4 separate regions of the Mus musculus genome follow, and regions 1, 3 and 4 are each linked to region 2. A link is a contact called in public promoter capture Hi-C data. All regions are on one chromosome and are shown on one strand. Each heading gives the region's core, a stretch centred on a gene start, on an enhancer-like site or on the middle of the called end of the contact. The rest is flanking DNA. Distances are from core to core; before and after follow the strand shown.

Evidence for each region. Promoter capture Hi-C pulls out the DNA fragments that hold promoters and counts their contacts.
Region 1: a promoter capture Hi-C map of pre-B cells shows a contact between it and region 2, with 6 times the contacts expected there. The contact joins the promoter of Espl1 here to the promoter of Smim41 in region 2. A contact is called at or near these places in 7 of 39 promoter capture datasets (the 3T3-L1 cell line, 3T3-L1-derived adipocytes, cranial neural crest and 4 more) and 1 of 115 datasets of contacts at active chromatin or transcription factors (extraembryonic endoderm stem cells).
Region 3: a contact with region 2 is called in a promoter capture Hi-C map of hippocampal neurons, with 7 times the contacts expected there. The contact joins the promoter of Aaas here to the promoter of Smim41 in region 2. A contact is called at or near these places in 5 of 39 promoter capture datasets (the C10 cell line, hippocampal neurons, liver and 2 more) and 2 of 9 other capture datasets (adipose tissue and liver).
Region 4: a contact with region 2 is called in a promoter capture Hi-C map of hippocampal neurons, with 3 times the contacts expected there. The contact joins the promoter of Pfdn5 here to the promoter of Smim41 in region 2. A contact is called at or near these places in 3 of 39 promoter capture datasets (the 3T3-L1 cell line, cranial neural crest and hippocampal neurons), 1 of 115 datasets of contacts at active chromatin or transcription factors (pancreatic cancer cells) and 2 of 9 other capture datasets (adipose tissue and liver).

Annotation. Positions count from the first base shown.
Region 1 is chr15:102,294,813-102,297,675 of GRCm38.p6, forward strand. It overlaps Espl1 (extra spindle pole bodies 1, separase), which reads left to right and starts at 1,481. Exons shown (of 31, transcript NM_001014976.2): 1 at 1,481-1,603; 2 at 1,948-2,037. The coding sequence starts at 1,957.
Region 2 is chr15:101,291,968-101,294,732 of GRCm38.p6, forward strand. It overlaps Smim41 (small integral membrane protein 41), which reads left to right and starts at 1,258. Exons shown (of 2, transcript NM_001369218.1): 1 at 1,258-1,665. The coding sequence starts at 1,288. The coding sequence ends at 1,557.
Region 3 is chr15:102,349,289-102,352,085 of GRCm38.p6, forward strand. It overlaps Aaas (achalasia, adrenocortical insufficiency, alacrimia), which reads right to left and starts at 1,471. Exons shown (of 16, transcript NM_153416.2): 1 at 1,208-1,471; 2 at 665-792. The coding sequence starts at 1,330. Gm36246 (predicted gene, 36246) reads left to right here and starts at 1,539. Exons shown (of 3, transcript NR_155425.1): 1 at 1,539-1,624.
Region 4 is chr15:102,324,685-102,327,384 of GRCm38.p6, forward strand. Pfdn5 (prefoldin 5) reads left to right here and starts at 1,432. Exons shown (of 6, transcript NM_027044.3): 1 at 1,432-1,576; 2 at 1,749-1,851; 3 at 2,134-2,165. The coding sequence starts at 1,505.

The DNA.
Region 1 (2,863 bases), core at 231-2,730, 1.0 Mb after region 2:
GACACACCAGAAGAGAGCATCAGATCCCATTACAGATGGTTGTGAGCCACCATGTGGTTGCTGGGAATTGAACTCAGGATCTCTGGAAGAGCAGTCAGTGCTCTTAACCTCTGAGCCATCTCTCCAGCCCCAGGCCCGCTTTTAAAAAGATTTTTTGTTTTGTTTTGATTTTGAGACGAGGTCTCACTAGACAACCCAGGCTGCCTTTGAACTTTAAGCTTTTTTAGCTCCTCAGCCTCCTTAGTAAGTATTCCCTACCCTCTGGTGGTGGGTGATGTTTGGTACCACCCTTGACTTTATAGTGCATCTGAGAGAGCAGGAGTTAGACTACTTGGTAGGCAGGCAGATAAGGGAGAGGGGCCATGGCTAGGAGATAAAGGTGGTCAATTTCCAGGATGGCTGCTTCTTCCTTATGCCCCTGACTTGAGAAAAAAGCTCGGCATTGTTAGTGTCTGCATTAAATATTGCCATTCCCACGCTGAAATTTTCTAGTGGGGGAGATGTCAGTTTTTTCTCTTATTCCCTCCCCTTCCTATGTCTCCCCCTTTCTTTTTCTTCCTTCCTTCCTCCCTCCCTCCCTCCCTCCCTCCCTCTTTCTTTCTTTCTCTCTCTCTCTCTCTCTCTCTCTCTCTCTCTCTCTCTCTTTCTTTCTTTCTTTCTTTCTTTCTTTCTTTTGATTTTTCCTGAGACAGGGCTTCTCTGTGTAGCCCTGGCTGTCCTGGAACTCAGAAATCCCTACGCTCAGTATTTTGAACCCTGTTTCAAAAAACAAACAAAACAAAAGACTGTGAACGTTCACAATGAATTCTTCCCTTTACTCTTCACTCAACTCTATAGCCTTTCTTATACAACCCATGTAAGATGTAGGCTGGAATCCAAACTTGGGAGGGAGGAGAACCTAGGAGAACCCGGAGGTTGTCCCTGCACCCTTTTCAGTGTCCCTCTCCACAAAGTCAGAGTTTTAAAGAATCCCAAAGACCCTGTGTGGTGGTGTACACCTTCAACCCCAGCATTAGGCAGGTGGATCTCTCTTAGAGGCCAGCCTGGTCTATTTAGCAAGTTCCAGGACAGCTAGGATCACGTAGTGAGAACCAGTCTCAAAAAACAAAAATAAAAACAAAAAAATACATCAAAGGCTATTACACCTTTTCTTTCCTAGTAACGCAAAGCAAGCCATGTGGGTTTCTTATTTTAATTCTCTTGAAATTTAAAATCCTGCCTGAGCTCAGGGAATAAAGGCAAGAAAGACTTAGTGATTGACCACCCAACTGCGAAATGACTGTAATTGACTGAGGTTGAAGAAGGAGACTGTGTCCCAGAGTCTTTCCGGTCCAGAGTTGTACCCGCCCCTCCAGGAACACGTGACAGACAGCGCGGCAGATAAACTACAACTCCCAGAGCGCCACGCGGCCGGCCTGCGTTACGCTTTCTCGCTGATTGGTCACTAGGGATATTTGAAAGGAGGTGCTGGCGCGGAAAACGAAGCGTGCCCACCCGGTGCTTGGTGGAGCTCGGGCTGGAGGACGCTGCTAGGCCGGTGAGGAACGGCAGCTTCGAGGGAATTAAGGCACGGAGGGTCTGGTGAGCGCGCGCTCAAGCCGCGGTAAGTGACATTCCCATTGCTGACCTGGGAAGAAACGGGGCGTTTCTGCGGAGGCTCGGCGGCCCCCGAAAGGGTGTGCTCGGCGCCCAGGACCCTGTGGAGACCCCTGCGGTGGCCTGGTGGGACACTGAGGACAAGGAGCGTCCTGGAGGAAGGAACAGTGGACTTGTCAGTTTGTAACGGGAGCCCAGTTTATATCGGCCTCTCCCCGCATAGGATTTCTGGTGGGATTCTTTGCCTGCTTCATCCTTTGAATCCTCCTACAACTTTCAATCCCTTCTTTCCTCCAGTTATTTCCATTACAACCCTTCGCAGGCTTCTACAAACCATTTCGTTGTATCTAGACTTTTGCCATGAGGAACTTCAAAGGAGTCAACTTCGCCACTCTGCTCTGCAGCAAGGAGGAGACCCAGCAGCTGCTGCCTGACTTGAAGGTGGGACCCTTTATGGCTCAGGACACACCTAGTTTCTGAGATTATCTGTGTTTTTTTCCTTTTCCTTTTTTCTTTTTTTCCGAGACAGAGTTTCTCTGTATAGCTCTGGCTGTCCTGGAACTTACTTTGTAGTCCAGGCTGGCCTCGAACTCAGAAATCCACCTGTCTCTGCCTCCCTAGCGCTGGGATTAAAGGCTTGCGCCACCACGCCCGGCTTCCTTTTCCTTTTTATTTATTGTTTTTATTTTTATTTAAAAAATTATTTTTCCGCCGGGCAATGGTGGCACATGTCTTTAATCCCAGCACTTGAGAGGCACAGGCAGGTGAATTTCTGAGTTCGAAGCCAGCCTGGTCTATAGAGTGAGTTCCAGGACAGCCAGGGCTACACAGAGAAACCCTGTCTTTGAAAAAAAAAATTTTTTTTTCCCCTAGGGCTACTAATGTGATCATCTCCTAAGGACACTCTGGTTTATGTTCTCCGTTTGGGAGAGTTATACATCGGTTTTTGTTTACGTTTTATCATTCTCCTTATAGTAAATTTTACATTCTAATTTTATTTATTTATTTATTCATTTATTTATTATATGTAAGTACACTGTAGCTGTCTTTAGACACTCCAGAAGAGGGCATCAAATTTCGTTAGGGATGGTTGTGAAGCCACCATGTAGTTGCTGGGATTTGAACTCAGGACCTTTGGAAGAGCAGTTGGCGCTCTTAACCACTGAGTCATCTCACCAGCCCTCTAATTTTTAATTAAAAAAAATTTTTTTTTTCCATACTGGGGATTGAACTCAGGATCTCATGCATTCAGGAAAATATTTCACCA
Region 2 (2,765 bases), core at 8-2,507:
GTGATCTACTTGAGTCCGAAGTTTCTAGGTAGTCCTAGCTGGCCTCAAACTCATGCTATAGTCTGACCTTGGGATTCCGTGCTATTCTGACCTGTTTTATGTTGGGCTGGGATTTAAAACCTGAAGCTTCCTGTTGGACAAGTTGCTAGGCAGGCATTCTACCAACTGGGCTGTATCCCAAGTCTCTCCAGAGTGGCTTTATGTTTGAAATGGGAACTTGAAATTTGCTAAAGGATCTTGCAGCAGACCCGGGCAGGCTTCTCTGCCTGCAGATTGCACTGGACTTGACCCCTGGCTGTGTGACAGGTACCCAGCTGGCAGTGGCTGTGTAGACACCAAGACAGTGATGTGTTCACCCTCTGCAGAATTATGATTCCCATGAGGTAGGACCGTGGGCCAGATCTCTGCTCCCTTCCTAAATTGTTTCAGTTCATAATTACATCAGTCCCTACACCCCTCCTTGCTCTCTAGATCTGCTGTGTTCTCGGTAAAGAGGACTTCTTGGACAAGAAGACAGGAGAGAAGGAATGGAGGTAGGCCTTGCTATCTGGGTACTTCTAGCCATTCTCTCTGCCCTGGGGTCTGGAGTACTGTGTTCTGCCTGTCTGCCCTGAAGGAAGACTTTCCACCATTCGGACTGTCCTGTGTGTGAGAATTGTTTCAGGAACAGAAAGCTGTCTGTCCCGTGCTTTGCTCAGAGTGGTCAGCACTTGGGATGGGGTCTAAGAATTGTAGACACAGCTGGGCAGTCATGATGACCACCTTTAATCCCAACACTTGGGAGGCAGAGGCAGAGGCGCAGGGGCAGAGGGGCAGAGGGGCAGAGGGGCAGAGGGGCAGAGGCGAGGCAGAGGCAGGTGGATTTCTGAGTTCGAGACCAGCCTGGTCTACAGAGTGAGTTCCAGGACCGCCAGGGCTACACTGAGAAACCCTGTCTCGAAAACAAACAAACAAGAATCGTAGATGCTCTGAAAGCCCCGAGGATGCAGAATCTTGGCCTTTTTCTATGGAGGAAAGTCGTGGAAACGGGCCTTTTAGGCTTACCTGGCAATTTTGAATGATGGACATAGGTTTGGAGAACAGATAGGCTGGGCCTAAGGATCCAGCCTGTCAGAGAAGGACCTCGAGGCCACTCTGGAGGAGTCTGTCTAGGAGGGGCCTGAGCGCTGCTCTGCACGCACTTGGGTAGAGTGGGCGGTAGGGCCCTGGGAGGCCCGCCCCTTAGAGACTTCTGACACAGCCTCAACTCTCAAGGGTAGTGTGCACATCTGGGCAGCTGGTGGGAGCATGAACGGCTCACAGGTGGGAGCTGCAGCCAAGGCTGCCTGGCTGAGCTGCTGCAACCAGTCCGGGCTGCCACTCGGACCCCCAGAGGGGCCACGCATGGTGCAGGCAGTCGTGCTGGGCGTCCTGTCACTTTTGGTGCTCTGTGGGATCCTGTTCCTGGGTGGTGGACTCCTCCTCCGCGCTCAGGGCCTGATAGCCCTGCTGGCCCGAGAAAGGCATTCAACCCCCGAGGCTGAGCCTGGTGCCTGTGGAGGGGATGACGACTCCTAGGTGTCAGCTGCTCTTGAGATTCAGCCTGTTCTGTGCCACGCCATCCAGAGTTCATTTCTGTGAGGCACAGCGGAAGGTCCAACCCACAAGCTCTTATTTCCCGCACAGGTGAGAGCCTTGAGACACAGGGAGTCTGGGGTTGGGGCTGCGTGGGGTGGGCACAGTGATGGTCTCTGTTCTCATTAGGTGGACATCACTGGGTACAGACAGCTGCTCAAGGCCAGGGTAGAGCTGGAGGTCCCTGTGCCTCTGAGGCACAGACAGCCTTCGTGTCCCTTATGCTAAAGGAGGGAGGCCGGAGAGTTCTGTGAATGGGAGCTCTTTGTGTACCTATGTTTCCCCGTGTTCTGCATCTGCCCAGGTTAACTTGTGGTCTGCTGGACTCAGCAGGACCCTCTGTTCTAGAGGCTAATACAACCCAGCCTGAGCTCTCAGCTTGCTGCTGTCTCCTTCCCAAAGCTTCTGTCCAGGGAGGGAGTGGGCAGGCTGGGGCCCACCGGAGGTGAAGGTAGAGGAGAGAGATTCTTCACTCCCATTAGAGGTACCCCTGGTTGGGTGAACAGTGGGGACAGAGAGATGTGCCAAAGACTCCTCTCCTGGCTCCCCGCTCACGTGTAGCTCAGCCAGAAGCTTTGTGTGCTGTGTTGGGGGTGGGGACAGCAAGGTTTCGTGCAGGAGCATATGCGGAGGAAGGAGAAGGCTGAGTACTCCCAGCTGTGGGGGCTGCGTCTGGGTCTCCCGCCTCTAGCTCTCTAAGGACAGGAACCATCTGGAGAGAAGGGTCTGGGTGGCCCAAAGGACAAAGTAACTCCAGTCCAAGGCCACCTCAGGCTGAACCATGAAATGGGGGTGGGGGGTGCCTTTACCATCCCATTGATATTCAGCTGTGTGTAGGGGCTACTGGGGACGTCTGTGAGTGGCCGTCTCTTGGCGACTCTCAAGGCTCCTACTTTCAAGTTACCGCCAGGAATACGGTGGTGCAGGATGCCCGTGATGATGGCCTGGTGAGGGGCTGAGGGTGTGGGTAGGTGGAGGTAATCTGCTGTGAAGCTGACGATGTGTGATCCTTGCTTAGCACCTAAGGGTTTGGCACCAATTCTGGGCAGCCGTGCCATGTTAGCCTCAAGAGTGACAGAGTTCACATCTGAGATGTCTCCTCCACAGCCGGGGAGTGCACTGCCAGGGCAGGGCAGTGTGTGTATGTGTGT
Region 3 (2,797 bases), core at 221-2,720, 1.1 Mb after region 2:
AGGGATTCGTTTTTTTTTTGTTTGTTTGTTTTTTCAAGACAGGGTTTCTCTGTGTAGCCCTGGCTGTCCTGGAACTCACTCTGTAGACCAGGCTGGCCTCGAACTCAGAAATCCGCCCGCCTCTGCCTCCGGAGTGCTGGGATTAAAGGCGTGAGCCACCACGCCCGGCACCAGGGATTCTTTTTACAGATAATGGCAATGATAATAATGGGGATGGCAAACACATCAAGGGATTAATGTGCCAGGAAATGCTTCTATGTGCTTTGTATCTATTTAGTCACCATGGTTTAAAGGGGTTTGGCTTTAGGACAGAGTAATTATGTAACTTTTCCAAACGTACAGTTAAAAAAAAAAAAGATAGCACAGCTTTAATTCTTACATGTCCTACATATTAACGAATCAATTCAACCTTTTCCTAACTTTCCTGAGCTTCAGATAAAAGCAAATGAGGTCGGTGCTGAGAGCAGGTTTGTAAAATCAAGCCAAGCTATTAGGGATAAATGAGGTTTCTGGTACACCCTTGAGTTTTACAATAAAAATGGATCACCTAATATGATTTGTGGTAATATGAAGACACAGACTGCAATAAGCAGCCATTCAAGAGCTGCCCAAAGCAGGCTCGGTAGACCATGGCCTATTTAAGCCACTGTTTGCTATGCCTCACCAAACATTGATGCATCTCTTCCACACTTGCTCACGGTGATGGATGAAGGCAGTTCTTGTACCATGGTCCAGCCTCCCTGGGGCTTTTAGGGGATCCTTGGTCAGGTGTAGGACAGGAAGATTGATCCACTATACCTCAGAAGAGAGGGAGGCAGTCAGTCTCTTCCCCAAATCTTAACAGAACTCCTTGCCATCTCCAACCTATGGCATAAGAGATTCCACGGCCCCATTTCCCATACCCACAAATGTAACACTTGTGGGACAGAAAATTTTCAGTCCTCATCTGCAAACCACAATCGTTTTTCACAGGGTTGACACTAGAGAAGACCTGATGGACGGCATCCATCATCTTCTCTACCCCTCCTAGAACCTCCTCACATGCCTTGGCATGCCTAACTGGGTAACACAGGCCCTAAAATATATTTCGTTCTCTCCAGTCTCCTGTGGGAGTCATGCCGTTCCCAATCACTTGTGAGCGAGCCCCGCCGCGTCGCCTCTATTCCCACTTTCCGCATCCCCACCGCAGCGTTCCCACCCGGACCACCTGGCCCCGAAAGTCGGGAGGCGGGCTCTCATAGCTGTTGCCGGTCACCAGCTCGTTATTGTGCTCATACAGGGTGACTTGACCTCTAGGCGGCGGCGGGGGGAACAACCCCAGGGAGCACATCTTGCCAGTCCGGAGAGCGTCTGGAATCGACAGGCTCCCGGCTGGTGACGACTGCGCTCCCCGGAATCTTAGTTCCCGGGCTAGATTCGTGTGAGGACGGGTAGCCGTACAGGACAAACGACTGCGCGAAGCTGAACGGAAGTGCAAGGAAGAAAGTTCCGAGTCGGGTTTCGGGACGGACTTCCGGGACTTCCTGGCGCGCCCCCTTGCGTACGGAGCGGGCACGACGCTGACACGTCCGAGGACCGACCTGTGGCGTAAGGAGCGCCGCGGTTTGGTTTTGGTTTGTTTCCTGTAAGACTACTGTTTTTTCCAACTCTGAATCCCCAGCAGCGTCTCCCACTCACTTACTTAGTACGGAAAAAGCCCAAAATAAGCCAGGTTTAGGAAAGTACCTAATTAAACTCTCCAACCCCCGTAAATATCCTTGAGGAATATACAGACGATGTCATCCTACCAGTGAGCTTTCCCCGCCCCCCCACCTCCAAAAAAAAAACAAAAAAGACTTTAGAGGACAGTCAGAACGGACTTCACAGGGTAAGGCGTCCTGAAAGAGAGAGACGGACACTGGAAGGACAGTAACTTTTCCCGAGTATATCACTAACAAACGCTTCTATAATCCTTACAATAACCCCAAAAGTGCACCGTTGAACTACCAGTAGCAAAATGACACAGATTGGACCAAAATACACACAAACCAGACATTGGTGGGGCATATTGGCCCAAGGCTGTAATGCCTACAGGATGTGGACAAGAATAAAAGGTTAGTGTAGACTGCGTAGCAAGCCCCTGCCTCCAAATACCGTTGACTCCGATCTGTAATCCCAGCATTGGGAGGTACAGGCAGGAGGATCACTGAATGTCCACTCCATAGTTCTCTTCCAACTTGAGATACATACCACCCTGACTTTGTCTTATTTAGGCTTTGTTGTTTGTTTGTTTGTTTGTTTTAAGATTTGTTTTATTTATATGAGTACACTCTCATGGTTTTCAGACACACCAGAAGAGGGTATCTGATTCCATTACAGATGGTTGTGAGCCACCATGTGGTTGCTGGGAATTGAACTCAGGACTTCTAGAAGAGCAGTCAGTGCTCTTAACTGCTGAGCCATCTCTCCAGCCCTAGGCTTTATTTTGAGGCAGGGTATGGCTATGTTGCTCTGGCTAGCACGGAACTTGCTATGTAGACATGACTGACCTTGAATTCATAGAGATTCATACCTCTATCTCCCAAGAGTGCTGAGATTAAAGATCTACCACCATGCTCTCCTGAGACCTTTTCTGAAACTGAAGGGGTTGGGGGGGGGGCTAGAACTACAGAGAGATGTTTAGATGGTTTAATTCTAACTTAATTCAATTGTGAGCTCAAAATCTGAATAGACAAATGGGAGGGAAGTGTGGGATGGTGAGACTCACAGGAACGGTATTAGCCTTTCCCTGCTATTGCTATCTCTCTGCTTCCTGGCC
Region 4 (2,700 bases), core at 182-2,681, 1.0 Mb after region 2:
ACCCTGGCAGTTAAAGTGTTCACACTGGAGAAAGGAAAGGTAGTGATAGGGCTATGCTGATGTTTTTAATCCTTCCACTGCCTTTGAATCCTGGATGATTTTAGAAACCATTGCCCTTCCCACCAAGGCTGCTACACTTTGGCAATGGCAGCAGCAGATTCAATGGGGTTTGCTACTCATATGGTTTGTTGCAACAACTACACCTTTAAAAGTTTCTGGGAGGGGGGGGGGTGCTGGTGAGATGGCTCAGTGGGTAAGAGCACTGACTGCTCTTCCGAAGGTCCAAAGTTCAAATCCCAGCAACCACCCATAATGAGATCTGATGCCCTCTTCTGGTGCGTCTGAAGACAGCTACAGTGTACTTCCATGTAATAAATAAATAAATAAATAAATAAATAAAAGTGTGTGTGCACCACCAATATCTGGCTGATATTGTTAAAAAAAAAAAAAAAAGTTGCTGGGAAGCACACAGACCCTTCCTATCCAACACACAATGGTGGGGCTAGACAGACACTCAGCAGTTATGAGCACTAGGTTGCTCTTTCAAAGGACCTAGGTTTGGTTTGCCTGCATATATACTGAGACATAAAAATAAATGTAGTTGGTTGGCAGTTGTTCCTTTTTGGCACTTGCACTTTATCCTTTAAAGCGCGTTAGTGGTACTGTCAGAACACAGGTTCCCTGCTGTCCTGTCGCGGGCTTGTCCCAACAACGCGCAGTAGCTTATACCGCTTTACAATCTTGTGGTTGTGTCGTGAGTCCGAGAGTTTCGAGTCCCTTGAAGGCCCAAGCCATGTTTGCTAACTAATTTTATAACTACCTTCCTCTACTACCCATTCTGTATTTCCTTCACCTTCAGCCAGCACCTCAGCAGGTCTTGGCTCTTTTCCTGGAGGATTGACCCATACCTTCATTCCTGATGGGTCTGTGTCCTTTGTCATCCTGCTTGGATTAGGCTGTTGTAGTTTCCCATTGACTTTAATCACAGGACATGGTAGTACTAAGAGACGCCCTAAGGGATCTCCTACACTCCAGACATAATCTTGCTTACCACCATTGTGAAGAGGTAATCCAATTTCCCCATGGTAATCTGGATCTATCACCCCTCCTAACACTGTTATTCCATTTTTAGCCTGTTGGTTTAAGGGCATTAGAAGCCCAAAATGACCAAGGGGAAGTCTGAGCTTCCAGTTCAATGGAATGTTTGTTGTAGCTCCTGGTAGGAGCACTCCCCTCTCTGGAGCCAAAACTTCTAGGCCAGCAGAACCTAGAGTTATGGGGACAGGAAGCCAAAATTACCGTGCTAGCTTTAGTGTACTCTGAGAAAAGAAAAACTTGCGTTCTCTAATTAAGCTTGAGATCCGAAAAGCGGGTCCGAAACACAGGATCATAGAGACGACGGGCGCAGAGCGTATCCCCTGGCGGCACCACGGAGGTAACGCGGAGGGCGGCTAGAGCGTCACTCGCCCAGGCGGCTTCCTCTTCGGCAGTCCTCCTTCCCAACATGGCGCAGTCGATTAACATCACGGAGCTGAATCTGCCACAACTGGAAATGCTCAAGAACCAGCTGGACCAGGTGAGGACCTGTCCCAGCACCTTCCTCGCGCTTCATATCCTCCGACCGACCGCCCGCCCGGTCGGGGAGGCTTCCTTTCCCAGGGAAACCCCTATCCGGTCCCGGGTCCCGCCCCCTCAGCCTGGGCCCCGCTTTCTTGAGCTGACCCCTTGTTTTTTCCCGGCTTCTGTAGGAAGTGGAGTTTTTGTCCACGTCCATTGCTCAGCTCAAGGTGGTCCAGACCAAGTACGTGGAAGCCAAGGACTGTCTGAACGTGCTGAACAAGAGCAACGAGGGTATGGGCTAGGCGGGTGAGGGCGCCTGGGGATGCCGGCTTCTCCTTCGCTTTTTCCTAGTTCCAGTTTTCGTTAAAGAAAACTGTTTGTTACTTAGTGTGTGTGTAGCCACAGGAGCCCCCGCATGTTGCCTACAGAAAACTAAAATGTACAAGACATTTCCTCAGTTGCTGTGTTCTTTTCACTGTCTGTGAACACTGAGCCCTGTTGGGAGCTTCCCCTAACGTCTTCGCGTGGGAGCCGCTAGCCTTCCCCAGCTGTTTGTCTTTATTACTTTCACAGGAAAAGAATTACTGGTCCCACTGACGAGTTCTGTATCCTTTCCACGGGAAATGCTACCTTACATTCTTCCACAGTCTTTCCCAAAAGCGGGGAGAGTTTTGATTTTAAGAACAGTCGAACACTTAACGTAGCTCACTTGTCTAACGTTGCACCAGTGTCCATGTAATACTTTGTATCAGAGTTCGGTGAAGAATTGAAATGTTGTGTTTCTCTTTGTTTAGAGATGTCAATATGGAGACAAAGCTGGCATTTGGCTAAAGCCAGTAGAAAAAATGTTAGGATATTGAAATTGGGAACTTGCCTCTTTTTTCAATTTCACCTTAATTGCCGCTCATCTCTAATAGTGAAAGGTAGATTGTTTCCTCCTGTTGAAATGACCTGTTGTCATTTCCACCAGGAAATGACAGTCGAAAGAGAAACCTAAGAATAGCAAAGTGGTGAAGACTGTTTTAAGTAACAATAGAGCCGGCAAGGTGACGACGCAGAGCGTAAAACCCACACATACACACTGAGCTAACTTTCTGATACTAATGGGGTGGAAGGAGAAGACCAACTCCCAGAAGTTGT